2 separate regions of the Ovis aries genome follow, and region 1 is linked to region 2. A link is a contact called in public Hi-C data. All regions are on one chromosome and are shown on one strand. The core of a region is the stretch at or near the end of the contact, and the rest is flanking DNA. Distances in the headings are between cores, read along the strand shown.

Region 1 (6,193 bases), core at 1,784-4,283, 170 kb after region 2:
GCCCTCTAGAGTACCTTACATCTTGGTTGTGCCTTGGAGATGCTCTGGTTCTGTTTCAGGCCCCTCCTACACTCCTGGGGTTGGATTACTTCCTCCACCCCAGTCATTACACTCTATTGTGCAAAGGATTAAGGCAAAGATCTCACGTGGATTAGTTTTCTGTTTTTGTCTTAAGAAATCACCAGGAGCTTCATAAATTAGAACAAAAACCAAAAGGTATCATCCCACTGAATCTTCACAGCATACTTATTTAATATATTTTTGTTACTATTTTCATTTTTACAGACAGTAACTTACCTAGGTTTCTCTAAAACTTAATGGGTTTATGCAATAGTAAGAGGCAGACTGTGGTATGTAGTCTCCAAAGACGGACAGCATATTAGCCTCACACTTCTTTCTTCAAGAACATTATTTCAGAGAGAAATAAACTTATGTCCTGCTTAGGTCACTACAATTTCAGACATCTGTTCAAGTAGCTGAAGCTGTACCCTGATTTGCTGTTGTTCAGTTGCTAAGTTGTGTCTGCCTCTTTGCAACCCTATGGACTGCAGCATTCCAGGCTTTCCTGTCCTTCACTATCTCCTGGAGTTTGCTCAAATTCATATTCACAGTCTCTAAACATAGCCATTTCTCAGGTTCTATAATTTCTACCTCTGACACATATTCCCAGACCATCCCACTGTTTCCATTCCCACTGTCATTCCAGAATGGGCTGGTCTAACCAGGCTGGTCTCTAATCCAGTGGTTTCCAAGGCAATTTTCCTCCTAGGGGATATTTGGCAGAGTTTGGAGACATCTTTGGTTCTCACAACTGAGGGAGCGGGGCTCTCTTGGCATTCTGCGGATAGGGATCAGGGATACTGCTAAATAGCAGCATCTACAAGGTACAAGATATCATAGTTCTGCACAACAAAGACTGTGAGGACCAAGTGGCAGCAGTGCAGAACTTGAGAAACCCTGATCTCGCCCATATTCTACCAGGGACAGATTCATATCTCAGATCTGACCCATCTGTCAACTCACGGCCTCCTGTCATCTTTTGAACTGCCTTCCTCTATTTGGGGAAATTAAACTATTCTAAGTCTTGTTTCCCCAGGGAAAGAGATCAGAGTCTAAATTCCAGTCTCTTCCGGCCAGGAGTTTCCCTCAGTTTTCAGGCCTCAGTTTCCCTTAAGCAGATGCATCCCAGATGCATTGAAGTTTCAATTTCAAAGTGAGTGAGGTGAGGATATAGGTTCATCTGGAAGTTTGGCATTTCGTTGGTGTAAAATCATGTGGCATTTGGAGGTGGCAGCCATTCCCCAGCAGTACCCGGCAGCAGTGACAGCAGCTTCCATCCAGGATGGGGTGGGGCGACTACCAGTCAAGATAGTTTCCTCATCAGGCCAGTTCTTCAGTGTGGTTCTGAGCATCCTCCTAGAAGCTTAACCTGGAGTCACTTCTTCAGGCCATCCCAGAATCCCAAAACTATCCATTATCCTTTTCATTTGCTGCTTTTCTGTTTGGTCAGAGTCAGCCTCTATTGCTCAGAGCTAAGAACTCTGATAGATGAAGCCTCCCTTGCTTAAAACTCTTCAGTGGCTTCCTACGCATTTTCTAGGATGTTTCCCAAATCCTTTGCTTAGCTTGAGGCTCTTCTTTATTTGGGATATACACACTCCGTCCACATTGAGCCACTGTGTCCATTCTGGCCACATCAAGCCACCCTGGTCCTGTCATCCTTCCTTTCTCAATTTCATATCGCTTGCCACTCAAGAACCTTCCTGGCCAACCACCCTTCCCTATGTATCCCAGTCCCCAGGACTGTTCTTATCTCCATCATAAACAAGACACTTTTTACGCTCTACCACAAAAGTCAATTCACTTCCCTGTAAGCTCTGCATGGGTAGGAACTTGTCTTCTCAGGACCAAGGATACTCTGGCACAAAAGAGGTGATCAGTATATATTTATCGAGTGAATGAAGGTCAGAATGTGGACAAGTGCTGCCACCTATTGGAAGAAACGTTATTCAACTCTTTTTTATGATTTGGAAAATGGCTATCTTAACAAGGATGAAAAGTGACAATACTCTTTTCCTCATTTAAGAGATCATCGTCATTATTGCCAAGCCCTCTGTGGTAGCTAGACTCCCAGATGGACCCCAGTGATCCCTGTCTGTTGGTATTCATGCCTTCGGGTTGATTCTCCCACACTGAAGTCTTGGTTGAACGAGTGAAGTGATGGTATGTGACTTCTGAGAAGAGATCATAAAAGACATTGGCGGCTTCTGCCTTGGTCTCTCTGAGATCACTGGCTCTGGGGGAAGTGAGGGACACTCTGACACCATGCCCCTGGGCACTCAAGCGGCCCCATGGGGAGGCCCATGGCGTGAAAAACTAAGGCCTCAACAGAAAAAACCAAGGTCAACAGTCATGCGATTGAGATCCTCCAGCCCGAGTCAAGATTTCAGATAACTGCAGGTCAAGGCTGCTTGACCTACATCTTGACTGTAATCTCACGAGAGACCAAGACAGAACCAAACAGCCAAGTCATGACCAAATTTTCGATCTACAGAACCTGCGTGAAAAATGTTTGTTGTCCTAAGCAGTTAAGCTTTGGGGTGATTATTAGGCAGCGACAGGTTGCCAATATACTCTCCGACGTAGATCACCGCCTACAATGTTTTGTTTTTAAATAAATATTTATTTGGCCACCCTGGGTCTGGGCCGCATGTGGAATCTAGTTCCCTTACCATGGATTGAACAGGGCCCCCCATTTTGGGAGCGCAGAGTCTCAGCCACTGGCCCACAGGAAGTCCCTACAAATTAAGTTTGCTGTAACCTGGAAACTATCAGAATTGCTGATGGGTGCGAATGGTGCTGGAGCCACGGAGGAAGTGGAGTAAGAACCAGGACACCTGGCCTTGCGGAGTGGCGAGTAGTCTGATCTGTAGCATCCCTTTCAGCGTTAACGTTCTCTAGGAAAGGCGGAGACAAGTGACACCGCTGCACAAGTGCCGCGACCCCGGCGCTCCGCGGCAGCTTCCACGCCTGCGCAGAACTCAAAGCGCGCTCTCAGGTGGCGCCGTTGCGCGCCGAGTCATCGATCGTGAGTTCCCTACCGGCCTGGGCCCTTGTCGGCCGCCCGCGGTCTGCTCGCCGGTGGGCTCCAGGGGGCGCCCTCAAGAGAAGGGGCGGAGCGCTCCTGTTGCAGAGACCAGCTCGGCGGGGTCCTCCGTCGGTTACACCTCAGTATCTCCATAGCTACAGTAGTGGCCGCTGTAGGCGGGAGCTCCCCGGCCGCTCCGTAGTTACCGTCGCCGCCTCGGTGGTCCGGGCCGCTGAGTCCTCTCGCGGCCGCCATGAAGCTGCGGGTCCGGCTTCAGAAGCGGACCTGGCCTCTGGATATGCCAGAAGCGGAGCCGACTCTGGGGCAGCTGCGCGCGCACCTGAGCCAGGCCCTGCTGCCCACCTGGGGGTACAGGTAGGCGCCGCGGAGAGGCGGGGTGGGGGTGGGGACGCGGCGGGGCGGGGAGGAGCGCCCAGGGGCGCGGGCCCGCGCCGGGCGGTCACGTGAGGCGGGGCGGCCGGCGGGCGGGGCCCGCACCGCGGGACTGTGACGCGGGCCAGGCGGGGAGCGGGAACGAGGGCTGCAGCTCGCGGGGTCCCGGCTCCCGGAGGTCATGGCCCGGCGTCCCGAGGGCTCCGAGCTCATCCAGGGTGAGCCTTCGCTTCCGTGTTTGCAGTAAACGAACCCAGGGAGAGGCTAAGATGCAAAATTCCCGAGTCTTTTGAGATGTGAGCTGGGAAATTACGGGGTTGGCTTAAGTTAAACCTCTTCAGACTCCCAGGGATTTAAGTTCACCATCTCCAGCTGTCGGAATAGTTCAGTGAAAAAGTTTGTAAAGTGTTAGGAGTTACGAGGCCACCTGTAGCCTGTACCGCTGCTTTCGGACTACCAGCCTGCAGTCCGCTTAAAACTCTAAGTGTTTACCTGCCGCGTGCCGCTGTGGGCACTTTGACTTCCCCGCTGGAAAGTTTTGCGAAGTGCAGCATGTCGGTCTGTTTCAAATAATATTATTTTCCTGGCCAAGATGTTGCTTTTTTTTTTTTTTTTTTTGTAACGCAAACTATGGTAAACGTTGGCCTTATGATGACCCTGGAGAGCTTGCAGTTTGGGGACAGTGACGTTGAGAAATAATGGATCAAATTCTGTATTTATGGGGTTGCAGATGAGGCTGTTCTGGGTATCCTGGAGACCATAACCTGGGAGTAGAGGGACAAAAGTGAGGGTGGTCCTCTTCGAATCCTGAGCTAGCGAATTTGGAGTTTGAGTGTGCCGAGAAAAAGTACAAAAGGTGTTCACTGGGGCTTTTTAGGTGAATTCTTCAAAAGAAAACCTGTTAACTGACTCCTTTCGTAAGACTTTTATAAACTTACATTTTATTTTTAGGAAATTCAGTAAAATGAGGTTTTATTATGAACCTCTCACCCTTTCAGTTTTCAGTTTAGGACGTTACATTCATAGTAAGCCTTTTTTTCCCCTCCAAATTAAAAACATAAATACAGAAAATGAGATACTGGCAAAATTCTTTTTAAGTGTTATAGTAATTGACACGTCTATTGTTTTTTCTTGATGTTAAGCCTAAGTGTTTTGCATACTGGTATCATTACCCCGCCACAAATTATCAAAATTAACTTCTGTTTTAAAAATAGCTTGTATATATGTAGACATATCATTTTTTAATTAGGTGGGACAATCTGGAAAGGATGTGAAACCCAATCTGACTAGCTTTGTTTACTCAAGAGCCCAAGTTAGTTTCTCTTTCAGGTTTGTTTTTACAGTTGAGGCTGGTTAACCGGAAGAAATGTAAGCTTCAGCTTGTGAAAGTGAATTCATTATTCTCACAGTATGTTCATTTTATAATAAATGGGCAGTTTAAAAATGTGTCCATAAGACCTTATTACTTTTAAAGTGTCCTTGCTGAGCAAGTTGGTCTGAGATTGCCATAAAATAATTCTCAAAGGCCTGGAGTTTCTAGGATGGCATTTCCTGATGAAGTAGGTCTTTTTACTAAAGGGGAGGGGAGGCCGACATTTTATTAAGCTGACAATTCTTTACCTTTTTTACAAATCAATATTTGAACGAAAATTGTGCTCGATAATCATTTTAAAAAACCAACCTTATGCTCTGACAAATCATCCATAAACACAATTCATTTGAGGTTTTTTTCTTTTTTTCTTGCTAAAAATGGGATGTTGTTTTCCTGGGCAGTTGGCTGATTTTCAGCATTTATCAAAACATTTGAAAGCAGAGGCATAGCTACTTGTTTTCTCATAAGCAGGAGTTGTTTCTAAAGCTTCAGTAATTTCTGTACCAAAGACTCTTTAATTGGTAAGAAAATATGTATTTACACTTGAAAGAAAAACATAAATGAATTACTCGGAGCACTTTTGACAATGAAGCATTGTAAAAATAAATAAACAGAACACAGTTTTCAAAGGACTTCATCCTTTGTTAACCTCTCAAAAAGTTAATGAAGTTAGCATTGCTGAGTACAAATGTCTTATGAAATGTTCTGTAGTGGTTTGTTAATTATTCCTCACCAGTGTGTAATGAAATGATTATTCTCTGAAGGTCAGATAATCTGTGATGCAGAAAGGATGGGAGTTCATTACTTCAGTCTAATTTGAACTCTTAGCTTGCTTAGCACTGGGTTTTTGGATTTGTGTAGTCTTCCACATATTAGGGACTTCCCTGGTGGCTCAGACTGTAAAGCGTCTGCCTGCAATGTGGGGAGACCTGGGTTTGATCCCTGGGTCGGGAAGATCCCTGGAGAAGGAAATAGCAACCCACTCTAGTATTCTACCTGGAAAATCCCATGGACGGAGGACCCTGGTGGGCTACAGTCCATGCAGTCGCAAAGAGTCGGACATGACTGAGCGAGTTCACTTTTTCCACATAAGACTTTAAGTAAGACCTCAGTGAGAAGGGTGAACCTCTTACTGAGTTAAGAGGGGTGAATTTATACTCAGTCATCTATGTGCACTCATCTAACTTTTTGTGATTATGAATATTCATTAGGATATGGGTCTAGTATTTTGGAACCTTTATAAGCTAACTGGAGAAGGCAATGGCACCCCACTCCAGTACTCTTGCCTGGAAAATCCCATGGACGGAGGAGCCTGGTAGGCTGCGGTCCATGGGGTTGCT
Region 2 (6,531 bases), core at 2,766-5,265:
ATCCCTGGGTTGGGAAGATCCCCTGAAGGAGGAAATGGCAACCCACTCCAGTATTCTTGCCTGGAGAATCCCCATGGACAGAGGAGCCTGGCAGGCTTTAGTCCACGGGGTCCAAAGAGTTGGACATGACTGAAGCAACTGAGCAAGCCAGCAAATCATTCATTGATTCAACAAATATTAACAGCACTTATTATGCCAGACACCAAGCTAGGTACTGACTGGCTCTACTGTAGTAACAAAGCCCTGATCGTTCTTATTTTCATGAAAATGAAAAGTTCAGTTCTAGAAAAAATAAAATTGATTGCGTCATGGCAAAATCAAGTTTGCAGTACAGGCCTCTAGCACTTAGTAACTGGTAGCTATTATTATCCTTCCACTCCTTGTCGGCTAACTAATATTGTAGGGTTAGCTATAGAAGGGACAAGAAATAGAGCCTAGTGTAATGGGTGTGGGGGTAGCACGCACTTCACTTCCTTCTCTGGCTTGGGACCAATCAGAAATCATGTTTATGAGCCTGATTATACCCAGCACTGAGCTAAAAGGTGTAATGACAGCCTTGCATGGGCTTGGGTCCAATCTTCTGGGACCTTTAGCTCTAAGAATAGCCAACATGCTGCCAAGTACATTTTTTTCTGGCCTCTAGCAAAGAGGCTTTTCTGAGTTAAATATGCTCATCAGTGTTCCCAAGAATCAAGCTTAGAAATAGAACTACTTAAGCATGATCTCTTTCAGTTCTTGTTATAAGGAACTAATAATGCCAACTGCAGTCGGATTTTCAATCCTAAAGGGAATTCACAGCTTGGGTTGAAGTGGCAGAATTTCAGATCTAAACCCAGTAAAAGAGTGTAAGTTCAGCAGACCCAAGGTAGCTAGAGCCATACTCTACCTTCTATTCTTATTTACTCATTTAACAAATACTTATCAAATACCAACTCTGAACCAGCACCATCATGGAGCAGCAGCTGTCTTATGATAGGGCAGCCCCAGAGTGAATGAATCCAGAGGCAACTACTCAAATATGAGCCCACTCCTGCATACCAGGAGTGTATACCTAAGCCCAGCCAGATGTTAATAAGTCAGTCTTTACTAATAAATCAGCTCATGTGCTCTGGTCTAAATATAGCCCAGGTTCTTGCCTGTTCCCATAATTATTTTAAAATGACCTCAAAGCTTAGTGGTCGGGTACTGAATGCCACTGAACTGTACACTTTAAAGTGGTTTAAATGGTAAATTTTATAGTATATTTAACCACAATAAAGAATTATGGAAGGATTAAAAAAAAACTTAAGGGTTTGAAACAACCATTTAACTATGCTCACAGATTCAGGAGAGAGGGGTCAGAACTGGGGGCAAGGCACAGTGGGGAGGGCTCATCTCTACTCCACAGGGTCTGGATCTGAGGTGGAAAAACTCAAAGGCTGAGAGGAGGGGTTAGTGTCTGTGTGCTAGAACCATCTGAAGGCTCTTTCATTTATATGTCTGGCTTGACTCAAAATCTAGGACTGTCTACTGGGGCACCCACATGTGGCCTCTCTGTGTGGTTTGGCTTCCTCACAACATAGTGGCCTCAGGGTACTCAGACTTTTTATATGGCAGCTCAGAACTCCAAACATAAGTGTCTCATGGGGGGAGAAAAGGCAGAACTTTCATCCTATTTATGACCTAACTTTGGAACTTCCGTCATGCTGTATATTGGTCCAAGCAGTCATAAGCCTATCCAAACTCAAGGCTGGGGTGGATAGAGTTAGAGCCCAGGTTTTGATGGGGGAGCATCAAGAACACATAGTGGAAAAACACGTCTGAAGGAAGATATTGTTGCAGTCATTTCTGAAAAATACAGCCTGTCCTGAAAGTGAAAGTGAAAGTGAAGTCGCTCAGTCGTGTCCGACCCTCAGCGTCCCCATGGACTGCAGCCTACCAGGCTCCTCTGTCCATGGGATTTTCCAGGCAGGAGTACTGGAGTAGGGTGCCATTTCCTTCTCCAGGGGATCTTCCTGACCCAGGGATCGAACCCAGGTCTCCTGCATTGTAGGCAGACGCTTTAACCTCTGAGCCACCAGGGAAGTTGGGCCAAGAGCAGGGCACTTCCCTGGTGATCCAGCAGCTAAGACTCTGTCCTCCCAATGCAGGAAGCCTGGGTTCAATCCCTGGTCAGGGAACTTGATCCCACATTCTGCAACTAAGTGTTCGAATGCAACTAAAGATCCCACATGTCACAACTAGGACCAGGCACAGCCAAATAAGTAAATAAATATAAATAAAAGCTTTTTTTTTTTTAATAAAATGGACCAAAAGCAAAGAAGCTACAGAGGAATCGGTTTAGAGAAACAGTCCTGGAAGAGATGAACACATACTCAGCCTACCCTAGGGATTCGCATTTCACACCTGAGAGGATCCCTCCCCAGGCTGGGCAAGTTCCAAGGGGGTCCCGCTGAGTGTACAGAGTTCCTGGTGTCTAGTTGTAGTTCTGCCAGTCCCTAACTGAGTGTGATTTCATGGTAGTAAGGTTTTCATTGCTGAATTTCCTCACCTTTAAAATAGAGGGGGAGTTCCCTGTTGGCCTAGTTAGGATTCGGGGCTTTCACTCCTGCAGCCAGGGTTCAATCCCTGGTCAGGGAACTGAGATGCTGCAAGGCACATGGTGCAACCAAAATATTGGAAAAAATTAAATGGAGGTAATTTTTCATCAATATTGTTGCAAAACCAAGCAAACTATTGTATGTGAGGAAAATGTGTTACAAACTGCCCACAAATTGATCCCATATGTGGACAGCCCATTCTGACAATAAAACTGGGGCAGAGCATATGCTGCGGGTTTTCTTTGCCCCCACTCTCTCCATAGCAACCACCCTCCTGTTTTGCTTGCCAGTCTCAGATGTAGGGGAGAGAGATGAAAACTCAGAGGGCAAGTGACAAGACAGTCACACAGCCAAGAAAATGAGCTCTTGAAAATATCTAACTACCTGATGACCTGTCCTGCCAGTTTTTCCCAGCACAAACAGCCTCGTTTCTGCTCCTCACCCTGAACTAGTTTCACAGTGTATTGAAGGTCAGCAGCTACAGAAGCCCATCATGATTTAATTCTTGTAGAGGTAGATAGCAAGTGTCCATAGTGTGTGAAAGTGTTAGTTGGTCAGTCATATCTGACTCTGCAACCCCATGGACTGTAGCCCACCAGGCTCTTCTGTCCATGGGATTCTCCAGGCAAGAATACTGGAGTGGATTGCCATTTCCTCCTCCAGGGGATCTTTCCAACCCAGGGATCAGACCCAGGTCTTTCGCGCTGCAGGCAGATTCTTTATTATCTGAGCCACCAGGGAAGCAAGTGCCCATGATAAGTGCCAATTTGTAGTTGACAGTATCCTAGCTACTTGCTACCTGTGTGGCCTTGGGAAAGATAATATTCCCCCTAAGATCTCCCACAAAGTGTTAAGAAGTTACCAAGTTTACATAAGGCACTTAAAATGGTGCCTCCTGTATATATCAAGCACTTTGTGTTTGCTGCTGCTACAACCACTACCTTGTATTTAGTATATAAGCAACATGCAAGAATGTAATGAAATGTAATGGCTGAACTATCTCCTCGAAATGGTAATTCATTTCGGAGAATTCCCTGGTCATCCAGTGTAAGGCTGGGGCTTTCACTGCTCTGCCGAGCTTGGGGAACCAAGATCCCACAAGCCCTACCGCCCAGCCAGAGAAGGGAAAAAAAAGTTCATTTTGGAGAAAGGTTTTAAAAACAAACCTAAAACTCTACCATTGTCAGCTCTAAGAATATGGAGGCAAAATAAATGTTGGTGTAAATTTGGCTCTGACCTTTACCGTTCCAATTTCATTTATTTATTCATTACTCCCACGAAGCCCGCAGACATGGTCACGGATGTCTTGTAAAACCCATTCACAAGACCGTACACAGCAGTCTAGCCCTGGTGGACTCCTAACCCTCCTAACCCCGCTGCCTCGGATACCAAATCTTTCCCCACCCCTTTCCCGTTCGCCGCTTTCGAATGACGTCAGAAGCGGGCGCCGACCCCTAAGGAACAGGTGGCCGCCGGCGCCTGCGCTCTGTCCCAAGCTGCGGCCGGGAGCCTTTCACCGAGCGTGCTGGCCGAAGGGCGGTGGGGGTTTCCAGACCCACCGAGGCCAAGTCTGTAGCGTGAGGCCTCGAGCTGAAGACCATGAACCGCAGCCGCCAGGTGACGTGCGTGGCCTGGGTCCGCTGCGGCGTGGCCAAAGAGACGCCAGACAAGGTGAGGCCCGGTCGCTCCGAGGTATAGGGGGAGCGGCCTCTCTGCAGCATCCTGGGTCAGCGTCGCCTGGGAACCTGGACCCGGAACGCGCGGCCCCGGCGCCGCTGGCGGGGCTGACGGGGGGTGGGGCCGGCTGTGGCCTGTTTGTCGTGGTAGGGCCGTGGTTCCGAGGGTCTGGTACTCCTGGCCCAAGCGCCTCCTCGCCGTCCCTTACCCCCGAGCCCGACCCACCCCACCCTCGGCGATTCGCACGCCTGTGGACATCGTGGGCTGGAAGGAGGCGGGATGGTGCTTGCTGACAACGTCCAGCGAGACCTCTTGACGACGCCACATAGTTTGCCGTCACCCTAGCGCGTTTTCAGGCAAATCGGGAAAAGAGGGCACGTATGTGAAACTCCACTTTCCCCTCCTCCGCTCGGCGTTTAGAGGAATGAACTGGATGAAAACCGTGGTGTAGAAAAACTGGTGTGGAGACTACGGTGTCGTGAGCTCGAGAACTGAATTAGGAACTCTCGCAGTAGTGCAGATGAAATGTTGATGAGGCCGTGGGGGGCGGCGGGTAGAGGTAAACGGTGACACGTTATGAAGGGGAAAAGCCTACGGGAGAGACTGAGTCTGTAGCCGAGATTACCTACGTTATTCAACAGACATTTAACGAAGTGCTTTCTCTGTTCCCAGCGTTGTTCAGGGTCCTGGGATAGGCATGAACAAAACAGGAAAAGTCCCTGCCTTTATGGAGTTGACATGTGCATATATAATACTTTGTCAGTGATAAATGTTAATGAAAAAAACGGGCGGGGTAGTGTTTGTTTCAGGTTATTGAGCCAGTTCCACCAGGACATAGACTGTTTAATTCTCCAGTTTCGCCAGCATTTGGCACATGGTAGGCATTCATTGCGGCGCTAATGGTAAAAACCCACCTGCCAAAGCAGGAGACGTAAGAGAGGCGGGTTCTAGCCCTGGATGGGGAAGAATCCCCCTGGAGGGCATGGCAACCCACTCCAGTATTCTTGCCTAGAGAATCCCATGGACAGAGGAGCCTGGCAGAGGACAGTCCATCCGATTGCAGAGTTGGACACGACTGAACACGCATATAGAATAGGGACAGGAAATAATATATTAAAATTTATTGAAGAAAGCAAGAGTTGTTAAAAGGGCACCAGAGACTTGCAGATACTTGAGGACACTGATTTCCAAACATGTCCACACATTGAAACCACCTGGGGAGCTTCAAAAACTACCAGCTTCCAAGTATTGTGATTTATTTAGTTTGGAGTATAGTCTGAGATTTAAGAGTCTTTCAGGTGATTCTAATGTGAGACAGATTTGGGAACCGTTGCTTAAGAGTTTGTAGGAAGAAGAAATTGGATTTATTCTGCAAAGTCCCAGAAAGAAAAATTCAAACCAGTAAGAGAAATTAGAAATATAAGTATCTCCTAATTAAAATTTTAAGAACCTTTAGTTTTTGGAGTTATCCAATAGAATTTCTTTATTATTAAAGGCATTTTGGTACAGACTGGGTGATTGATTGGTTCATCATCTATCAAGAATGGATGGAACACAGTAATCAGGAGCTTACAGTTTGGCACTAAAGAGGATGACCAGTTTTGAACAGGATGTCCAAGTGGAGAGTCTTATAGACAGTCAGAAAAATGGACCTGCAGTGTACAGGGATAGAGAAAGGAAAGTTTGGAGTAGTCCATTCAGAGAGAACGAGCTTTGCAAGGTGGTGACAGCCCAGGGAGTGAGTACTTGGCAGTGACACCAGGGAACAGAGCAGGGCACGAAGGCAAGAGTGGTTTGTTCAGGAATATCCATGGGGCATTGGGGAGAAACGGCCAATGAGCGGAGGTAATCAGGAGAAAATGAGATGAGCTGTCATAGAAGGCAGCTTATACAAGTCCATCTTTTTTAAAAAAAAGTCTGGAGAGAACATGATTTTTTTTAACAGGGTGAGAAGGGATCTTAATTTATAAGGACATGTCAGAAGTCCATTTACATTAAATTTAGAGACTTTGGATTGATATTTGACTTTGGATGTCTCTTGCCTGATGTCTTTTATTATTATTATTATTATTTTTTTTTTTTTTACTTTACAATATTGTATTGGTTTTGCCATACATTAACATGAATCCACCACGGATGTACACATGTTCCCAATCCTGTACCCCCCTCCCACCTCCCTCCCCATATCATCTCTCTGGGTCATCCCAGTGCATCAGCCCCAAGCATCCTGTATCCTGCATCGAACTTAAAACCATGTTTTAGATTAGTTTGTAGT

Evidence for each region. A called contact is a pair of places that touch in the nucleus more often than the background predicts.
Region 1: a contact with region 2 is called in a Hi-C map of liver, with 4 times the contacts expected there. The contact joins the promoter of BPIFC here to the promoter of PWP1 in region 2. A contact is called at or near these places in 14 of 16 Hi-C or Micro-C datasets (blood, hypothalamus, liver and 7 more).

What each region holds. Positions count from the first base shown.
Region 1 is chr3:176,695,348-176,701,540 of ARS-UI_Ramb_v3.0, forward strand. It overlaps BPIFC (BPI fold containing family C), which reads right to left and starts at 3,034. Exons shown (of 18, transcript XM_027965837.3): 1 at 2,733-3,034. It overlaps FBXO7 (F-box protein 7), which reads left to right and starts at 3,240. Exons shown (of 9, transcript XM_004006708.6): 1 at 3,240-3,463. The coding sequence starts at 3,342.
Region 2 is chr3:176,524,052-176,530,582 of ARS-UI_Ramb_v3.0, forward strand. It overlaps PWP1 (PWP1 homolog, endonuclein), which reads left to right and starts at 4,016. Exons shown (of 13, transcript XM_060413166.1): 1 at 4,016-4,250. The coding sequence starts at 4,179.